Linked DNA regions of Sus scrofa: region 2 is linked to region 1. The links are chromatin contacts, called in public Hi-C maps. All regions are on one chromosome and are shown on one strand. The core of a region is the stretch at or near the end of the contact, and the rest is flanking DNA. Distances in the headings are between cores, read along the strand shown.

What was found. A called contact is a pair of places that touch in the nucleus more often than the background predicts.
Region 2: a Hi-C map of skeletal muscle shows a contact between it and region 1, with 4 times the contacts expected there. The contact joins the enhancer-like site here to the promoter of TIMP3 in region 1. A contact is called at or near these places in 7 of 47 Hi-C or Micro-C datasets (embryonic fibroblasts, fetal skeletal muscle, liver and 3 more) and 1 of 2 datasets of contacts at active chromatin or transcription factors (skeletal muscle).

The regions. Positions count from the first base shown.
Region 1 is chr5:12,239,778-12,244,116 of Sscrofa11.1, forward strand. It overlaps TIMP3 (metalloproteinase inhibitor 3), which reads right to left and starts at 2,822. Exons shown (of 5, transcript XM_003126073.6): 1 at 2,384-2,822. The coding sequence starts at 2,504. The region is part of intron 6 of SYN3 (synapsin-3); the gene reads left to right.
Region 2 is chr5:12,325,471-12,330,111 of Sscrofa11.1, forward strand. The region is part of intron 6 of SYN3 (synapsin-3); the gene reads left to right. Among named protein-coding and RNA genes, the nearest start is that of TIMP3, 85 kb to the left of the region's middle. Within about 2 kb of position 2,836, at least 15 of the 83 cell types and tissues checked have an H3K27ac peak or open chromatin away from gene starts, as enhancers often do. A contact at or near this core is called in skeletal muscle, where this site is marked.

The DNA.
Region 1 (4,339 bases), core at 1,572-4,071:
ACGAAGAGAAAACAGCCAGGAAGGTTCTGGAAGAAGAAGCTGGTGTGCTGGTGCTTGCATCTTCCATGAGCTACAGCATTGACTGGCAGGGTTTAAGGGTCAAGGGGAACGAGAACATCAACACATTTCTCCAGGGAGCGGACAGGCAGAGTGTCAGCCCAGACTGGGAGCCACCTACTGGACGCCAGCAGGGTACTGTAAGGCAGCGGAGGTCAACAAGCAGGCGGCCCACACCCACACCTCCCATTTTTAAAAGCATTATCTCATCCCTGCCACAAGTGCAGTGCACCACCAAACCCAGGCAGAGCCGTCTTGGATCGGTGCCAGCGGTATCGAAGATTTTGTTTGTTTCTTTTTTATTTTTGCTACCACAATGTTCTGGTGTTTGGGTACTTCCTAGTAACTTTGCTTTCCTCTGGACAGTCTATTGAGGAGGGGGATGTGGGTGCACGTCTTGAAAAAATCCAGAGAAATTATGAGGAACTTTCTGTGTCAGCCCAGACACACAGCAGGAAACCCAAGCAGTGAACAGGATCAAGAGTACCCCCCTTGGAAGTGGTCTCCTTGCTCCTGTTTCCACTGCTCACTGGTGAACTTCCAGGGTGAAAACGCAAAGCCAAGGGCAGAGGGAAGACTTGAGGTCTCCCTCTTCCCACACACAAAAAACATCCAAGTGAACACACCCAAAACATTGTCAGGCAGAGGAGGACACTCTGACGCCACCTGACTCCTGGCCCCTAGTATATGCTCTTGACTGAGCAGGATTGGAACGCACTGCCACCAGCAGCAGCCACTCCCAGCACTGCTCTGGTGGGAATGACACCCATGGGGTGAGGAGAGAAAGGTCATGTAATATTTGGGTGGGGGCTCCAGGCCTCAGGGAGCCTAAAAGTATCCTTCCAAGCGATCCACAAACCCAGGGGCCAGCCACATTCCCCCAGGAGAGAGAAAGGTGTACCTCACGGGCCCCAGGAAACCACTAACACAGGTGACCCCAGGTTACACAAATACCTCTGCCTGCCAGCTGGACTGACATAGTCCCCAGAGCTACCTCCCCTACTTCCCCTGGGCTCACCAGGCCCACCAGAAGCACCCCTCCCAACCTCAGCCGCTCCCCTGCCGGGTTCCTGCCTCCTCCCCCTCCTCCCCTGCAGCACACTTGTGGAGGCCCTCACCCAGGACCCAGTGGAAAATTTCCTTCCCCCTTTATGACTGCTTAAAACACACATGCTCCATTCTTCACCTCTGAATCGACACGGGCAGAGGGTGGCGAGACTGTCCCACCCCACCCCCAGCACACACACACACACACACACACACACACACACACAGCAGGGGCCACTGGACTTGTATGCTTTATGAACTGGAAAGGAGAGGAGAGATGTTTTCCAGCTGCTACTCCATCTCTGACCATCCAAACACAAGTGTCCTGAAAACTCCCAAACAAGTTCTCCCAGGACACTCTCAAGGCCCTTGATAAAAACTGGTTCTACTTCTTACCGAGTCTCTAATCAAGATGCTAAGTCTGATTTGAAAGAGTCACCATGATGTGACCCCTGGCATCTTTGTTCTCTTGGTGACAAATCCGTTTTCCATTGCTGTGTCCCCCTCCCCACACACATTCAAGGAAAAAAAAAATAACCTTCCTGTGAATTCTCACAGCTATATGATAAGTGATCCCTCACACACGCCACCTTCTGCTTGCTATCAACACTCTCAAACACAGTTTCTCTGGGGAGGGTCAACCCCAAGGCTTTCTTCTCATTTTTCTCCTTAAATCTACCCAAACTGGTCAGGCCAAGAAGCTCAGTTAGCACTTGCCTAGGGAGTGTGAGGCTCGGTTGGGTCTCATTGAAAAGAATTAAATTCATGGGTGCAGGAGATGAGGCAAACTCAGAAAACTTCAAGTTTCTCCTGCAACTTTCCCTGTACAAGTCTGGCGACTTTTCTTTTTTCTTTTTTCTTTTTCTTTTCTTTTTTTTTCTTTTTTTTTTTTTTTCTTTTTTTAAAGATTCACCGTCGCAGCGTTTTAGTTGGCATTCCAAGTTTTAGAAACACTCTCCCCACCTTGCTCCCCCAGCCCATCCTCCCAAGAGAAAAAGGAAATTTTCCAGATGTCAAAAGGACTATTAGGGACCTCACGCCCTAAAAGAGCATAGTTACAAGGGGTTCACTCTGGTCCAGTGGATTTCTCTGCAGGGCATCTCCCCCCTCGGTCAAGCCAGAGCCCCCGCCGCAGGAACCTGAGTATCTCCAACCCGCCCGAGCCTAGGCAGAGAAAAGGAGAGGGGTTCGCCATGCCACCCAGAGCAACACCCAAGTCTGGCTGCAGCGCGCGAGCGAGAACCGCGGGGGCTCCTGCGGGGACACCCGGAGCGCTTACCGATGTCAGAGTTGCAGAAGGCGTCCTGGGGGTGACTGGGCGAGCATGTGCACGCCTCGGCGCCCCAGTCCCCCAGACTCCAGCTGCCCAGGAGCACGACAAGCCCGAGCCAGGGAGTCATTGCCGCTGCCGCTGCCGGGCTGCTTTCGCCTCTCCAAAGTTGCGGTACACGCCGCTGGCGGGGTCGCTGCAGCCTGAGCTCGCCCGCCCGGCCGTGTGGAGCAACTTTGGCTTCGGGTACGCCGCCCTCCGAGTGCCCAGCGGGACGGGCTGGGGTGAGGCGAGGTTGCCTCGGCGCTGGCACACGATTCGGCGAGTGGGCAGTCACTCTGGGCGAAGAAGCGGGAGCTGTAGCAAGAGCTGGAGAAGCCCGAGGAGCAGGAGGAGAAGAAGCTGTCCCAGCGCCCGCCTGCTGCCCGCTCTGCGCCGCAGCCCGGCGGCCGGGTGATATAGAGCGCGTCCCCCCGGCACGCCCCTCTCCGGAGCGCGGGGCCCGCCCCCTCCGACCAATGGCAGAGGCGCATTACCTCATCGGCCCTCCAAAAAGGGGGCGGGGCTGGGGGCTCGGGGCGACGGGGCGGGGCCGCCCCCGGACAGTTCAGATCCTTATAGGGAATAATGCTGCTATGGGCACGCGAGTGGGTGGGCTGGACGTGCCTCTGATACGCGCTTGCAGAGAGGCCGTCAGAGCGGCGCCCCCGTCCGCTTCTTGCCTGCACCCTCGCCTCTTGCCCACCCTGCCCTCTGGGAGCCTCTGACCCAAACCAGAATCAACTGCCATCCACTCCAGCACCAACCCCTCTGGCAGGTTAGAGGTGGCCCTGGCCCTGGAGATTTTGTGGCTGGTGGAAAGGATAGCTGATGGCTCTCTACCTTCTCTGGAGAGTGCAGACTCTGGGGAAAGAACTAGGTTGATGACCTATCACCACACACCCCCGCTACACCCCTTACCTCCATCCCTGACTTTCCTGCATGGAAGGGAGCCATCTGCTTTTTGGAGCTAACAGTAATAAAAGATTGTTTCCTGGGTTCAGACAGAGTAAATTGTGAAGTCATTCAACAAACATTGTTCTGGATGCTGGCATGAGCAAAAGAAACTACTCCTATGGAACTGCAGGCTATATACATCAGTAAATACATAGGGTGATTTTCTAAGGTGCCATGAAGAAAATAAAACAGAATAATGAGCTAGAAAGGACTAGGAAGGGCGCTGCTGTCTATGGGATAATAAGAAGAAGTCTGGCTGAGGAGGTGACATCCTGGCTGAGATGAGAATGAAAGCCTCAGCCATGTGGCAGTCTTGGTGGAGAGAACATCAAGTGCAAAAGCCCTGAGCTTATTTAAAAAAAAAAAAAAAAAAAAAAAAAAAAAAAAAAAACAGTTAAATAGAAAGGGCAGGAGAAAGGAGTAACCCCATCTAGGGCAGACAGGTTTCCATCCTTTAGCAAAGAATTTGGGGTGAACTGACCCCAAACTGGGATAAAAGTAGATCATGGAGAACTATTAGCTGTAATGGATAACTGCTAATAACTAATACTATGACCGTTTTTATTATTCGGTAACACATTGATCCCGCCTTATATTTTTCACACCTCACCTCATTACATCTCACAATAATCCTTTTAGATAGGAAAAGCACAAAGTATTATTCACACTTTCCAGATGAGGAAACTGGCACAGTAAAGTGACGTGACTTGGCAACCATCCAGGAACTCGATTCACCGCTGCCACCTTAAGAGGGGCATTTATTTTCTTGGACCTTAGCAGCAGTTAGCTCTAACTACCCAAATGCCCCTTTGCATCTGGAGTTTTCTTTCTACTCTGTCTCTCTCCCTTTCTCTCCCAACTCATCCCTTTTGGAAAGAGGCTTAAATGATTTGGTTATAGAAATGCTCAAAGTTTGGAACAAAATGAGGACTGGGACTATTGCTCAGAAATGCAAGTTCAACCTTTACA
Region 2 (4,641 bases), core at 1,586-4,085, 86 kb after region 1:
CAGAGAAGGAAGCCAGGTCAAGTGAGATAGTCGGAATAGGCTTCTCTGAGGAGCTACTTGAGCTGAAGCCTGTATCCAAAAAAAAGCCTCCGGCCATGGGATAACTAGAGTGTACTCCTGGCCAGGGAAAGAGCAGGTGCAGAGGCAGCCTTGATTGGAGGGTCAGGGTGTTTCTGCTCAGCTGCAGAGATGCATTTAATATGGATGAGGTTAGCAGACTGGGGTTAAAAAGCCAGAAGGACCATGAAGTGGGCAGGAGCCCACATAACCACCATCAGGTTGCCAAGCCAGAGTCAAGGCTGGAAAGAGGGGACAGGTCGCCACGCTGAAGAGCAGGTATCAGATACCCCAACAGAGGATCCAGCAGGTCTTGTCCTGTACGTCACTCTTCATCTGCCTCTGACCATCGACTAAATCCTGGAAGCATGAATTTCCAAAAAGATATTCAAATTTACTCAAGATATGCATGTTTCAACAAAATTACATGAGAAGTCCATTGTGGTCATTCAAATGAATTGGCAAAGAGGGAAATTATGGGTAATACCCAGAAGTATTGAAAAAGCCTCTCAGCTTACAAGGAACTGATTCATTCAAATGATAGCAAGTTAATGAGAAGGAGAGGGCATAAGCAATTATTTTGAGGACACTTGCACAATAACCCAGAGAAGAACAAGAAAGCCCTTGGGAAGTGCAGGAATGCTGAAGAATCTCGCCTCTCTATTAACACAGTTACTCTCCTCCTCTTTCCACCTCTTAAAACCAGCTCCTCTTTCTTACTCCTAAGTTTTTTCTCCCATAATACTTTTGCTGGTGCTTAGCTAACTGACCCCTTTTGTCCACTGTTAAGCTGTTGAACTTTAGACCTGTTTCCCATTGCTCATGGATAAATTCTTTCTGTATTCCCAGAGTAAACTCCCAAAAGAAGAACTCTGATTGGCTCAGACTATCTCTTTGCGCTGCATGACTAACCGTCCTTGGCCCAGGTGATCACTCCTGCGCCAGTCGGCTGTAGCAGAACTCAGCACTGGCCTATGTGTGGTTCTGATAAAAATCCTGGGTGCATTATTGTCACGGGTTGTGTAGGGTGACCTACTCATCCCATGTGCCTGGGACTTTCCAGATTTTAAAACTGAAAATCATGTCCCAGGACCCTCCTCAGTTTGGGACAAACTGGGTCAGTTAGTCACAGTACAGTGGTGGGTGGGACAGTTCCCTACAGAGTTCTGCAAGGACAGATGGTGAGCTGGACACCTTTGGCATCCAGGATGTGGGAACGTCAGTGTTTTTATCCACTGATGGTGGGAGTGAAAATAGTTATGACCTTTCTGGGGCTGGGGGTGGGGTGGGGGGCATCTGTAAATATATATGAAAAGTAAAAAAAAGTGTGGTTTTTTTTTTTTTTTTTTTTTGTATTTTTAGGCCACACCCACAGCACATGGAAGTTCTCAGGCTAGGGTCAAAATGGAGCTGCATCTGCCAGCCTATGCCGCAGCCACAGCAACTTGAGATCCAAGCCATGCCTGTGGCCTACACCACAGCTCATGGCAATGCTATATCGATCCTTAACCCACTGAGCGGGGCCAGGGATCAAACCTGCGTCCTCATTGTATACGAGTTGGGTTTGTTACCACTGAGCCACAACAGGAACTCCAAAATATGTGGGTTCTTTGACTTAGAAGCACTTGAATAATTAACCAGAAGCACTTGAATAATTAACCCAAAATAATCAACCCAGGGTGTAAGGATTCACGTGCAAATCCGTTCATTGAAGCATTATTCATAAAAGTGAAGTAATGGAAGTAACCTAAATAAGTGAGATAAACCAGAAGTACTTCGCAGCCATTAAAAATAACGGTGTAGCTTCGTAAATATTGATACAGAACTTTGCCATGACATATTCTTAACAAGAAAAGGAAGTAATTAAGTATTTATTATTATAAAAAATAATCACATTTATGTGAAATGGAATGCATCAGAAAAAGCTGTGGAAGAATTCTCTGGTGGCCTATCAGTTAAGGACCTGGAGTTGCCACTGCTGTGGCTTGAGTCACTGCTATGGCACATGTTTGATCCCTAGCTTGGACACTTCCACAGGCTGTGGGAGTGGCCAAAAAAAAAAAGTTGTGGAAATACCCAGGGTGAGATTAGAGATGACATTTATCTTTAAACTATTTTGATTTTTCTGAATGTTTTGCAATGCATAATTATTCTTTCTGTATTTGGATTTTTTCCCATTTTTTAGACATAAAAAAAAAATCCTGAACCAAGAAAGCCAATGAAATAGTGTTTTCATTTAAAAGATGTTTTTATTTTCCAATTTTGTTCTGGTCCATTAATTTTAGGACACATAGGGGCTTGATTCACGTTCCAACTGATCCACTTGGGTTTGGTTTTGTTTAAAAACAAAAACAATGTTGACTCCATCTGAATTGCATTTATAGAAAATTAATATTGGGGTTTGGTTTAGGATTCAGCCAGTTAAGTGGTTGGTTCCTATTCTTGGTTCATGGTTTGATGCCGTTCAAGTCGTTCCTCAGAATTCCCACAATAACCCTGAATAATTGGAATGAAGGCAGAAAGGTTTAGAGCATGAATTATCCAGAAAATTTCTGTGTCTCTCAGCCTGAAAGGACCTGCAAGTGCCCATTTCCCCAGGGCACAGAACAAAGCCACAACTGGGACATTTCCAGAAGGCCTGCTCACCCTAACCATTGTGTGGCCAGAACCGCACTGCCCTGGGACCTTGGCTCCACTGCGCTCTCAACCTCTGCTTGCTCTCATGAGACTGGAGCCAGCCCCACTGCCCAGCAGGCTTTAGGGGCTTCCCTTTTCCAGTCCAGGCCTGTGCATGGTCACCCAAAGCAGCTGCGCAACCCTTGGTAGAATTCCTGCAGCGTGATGTAATCATTCAGCCAAAGCTGCCAGGTCAGAAAATGGCTTGCTTAAGGACGCAGTGAGTGGTGATCGGAGCTCAACATGCATCTTGCTCCTTTTTAACTTTTTTAAAAGGGTGTGCCTGACTGTGTAGAACACTTGGTACCTTTTTCTTAGAAGGAAATGTAAAGATGAGAGGGAGGCAAGCATGATGAAGGTCAGTTCCTGCCTCAGACAAGCTGCTTCTGTGAAGTGAGTTGGGGCAGTACATGCACCCCAGCCACCAGACATGGTCCCTAAAGAGCCCTGGAGGACCCTACTCCCTGATGCTTTCCTAGAAACCATGTGTGCCTCAGCTGGGATGGTTTTAGAGCTATGTTCTGGAACCACCAGGTGGGTAACCTTGGGAAAATATCTTCAAGTGCACCTCAGCTTCGTTTGTGAATAAGGAGAAGATAAAGCCTGCCATTGTTTATGACCCCCATGCATCAACATTTCTAAATGATTTCAGTGCTAAATACCCTTTATCATTGATGTTGCCCCCTCCTGCCACCCCTGACCTGGATGCACCATTGCCTGCCACTGACTGCACACTTATCAATAATAGGTGATCTTTGATCTTTGTTTCATTCGATGTTATGTGATGATAACACACAGTCTGATGCTCGGCACGCAGATGAGAAACACTGTGGTTTCTCATCTGTGTGCAGAGTACTGGCAATTTACAGAATGTTTCCATAGGCCTGTTTCCTCCTAATTCTCAGACTGACCCTATAAGATAGGTACAATTTTGCCCATTTCACAGATGATGAGACAGAGGCTTGGATAAGTAAAGTTCCCAGGTGCATTTATGAAAATTAGTGCCTCCATACTCTTCCCTATTAGCTCAGGTCTTAAAGCATTGCCTCCAGAGATTATCAGAAAGGAGAAGACAGACCAAACTGTTAGTGCTTAGAGCTCATTGGTACAGAGAGGAGAGACAGACGAAACACTTCTATTTCATACCAGGCGCTCCCACATCTTAGCTTACTTGCGCCTCCTAGAAGCCTCTAGAGGCAGGTACAATCCCCAGTTCATGGGAGAGGACACCAAGTATCCAGAAGATAAAGTTTACATACGTGGAGGCATAGAGACATATAAAAGGCAGAGCCTAAAATTGAAGCACTGATCACTTTGAGACAAACGCCCCTCACCTCCCTTTTGTCACAGTGGCCCTGAGCCCAGGGAAGGCTTGCCAGAATTGCTGACTGGGAAGAGAGTAAAGATTCTGAGCTTCTGGGCAAGGGGTGTTTGGGAAAAGGAATGCTGGGTCCCATGCTTCTCAGAATCTCTAGTGGTTCCAAGTTGAGGTCTAGGGGTGAGAGAGATGACTCACGTATTCTCCACATGGCCGGGGTTTTTCCTGACTTACATTAACCCAAGCCCCTGATCAGTTGTGTGGCAAGTGCCCACAATTTGTTCCTATGGGAGGTGAAGGAACATATCCGCATCCGCTCATGGTTTCTCAGCTTGCATCATTGGAGAGAGTCTGGGACTGGGAATCGTCGTTAATTCATTCATTACCCATCATGAGTTTTCATCAATATGATTATTTTTATTATTATAGTAATGTGTGCTCATGTTAAAAATTCAGAAGATGCTGAAAGGAGGACAGAAAAAAATCAAGTCACAGGAAGATCATCTTAAAGGGAGATGACATTCAGATACAGATAGGATGACATAGGAGGCAGCGGGAGGAAGATGGTCTCTTGGAAGAGTGAGGTGAGA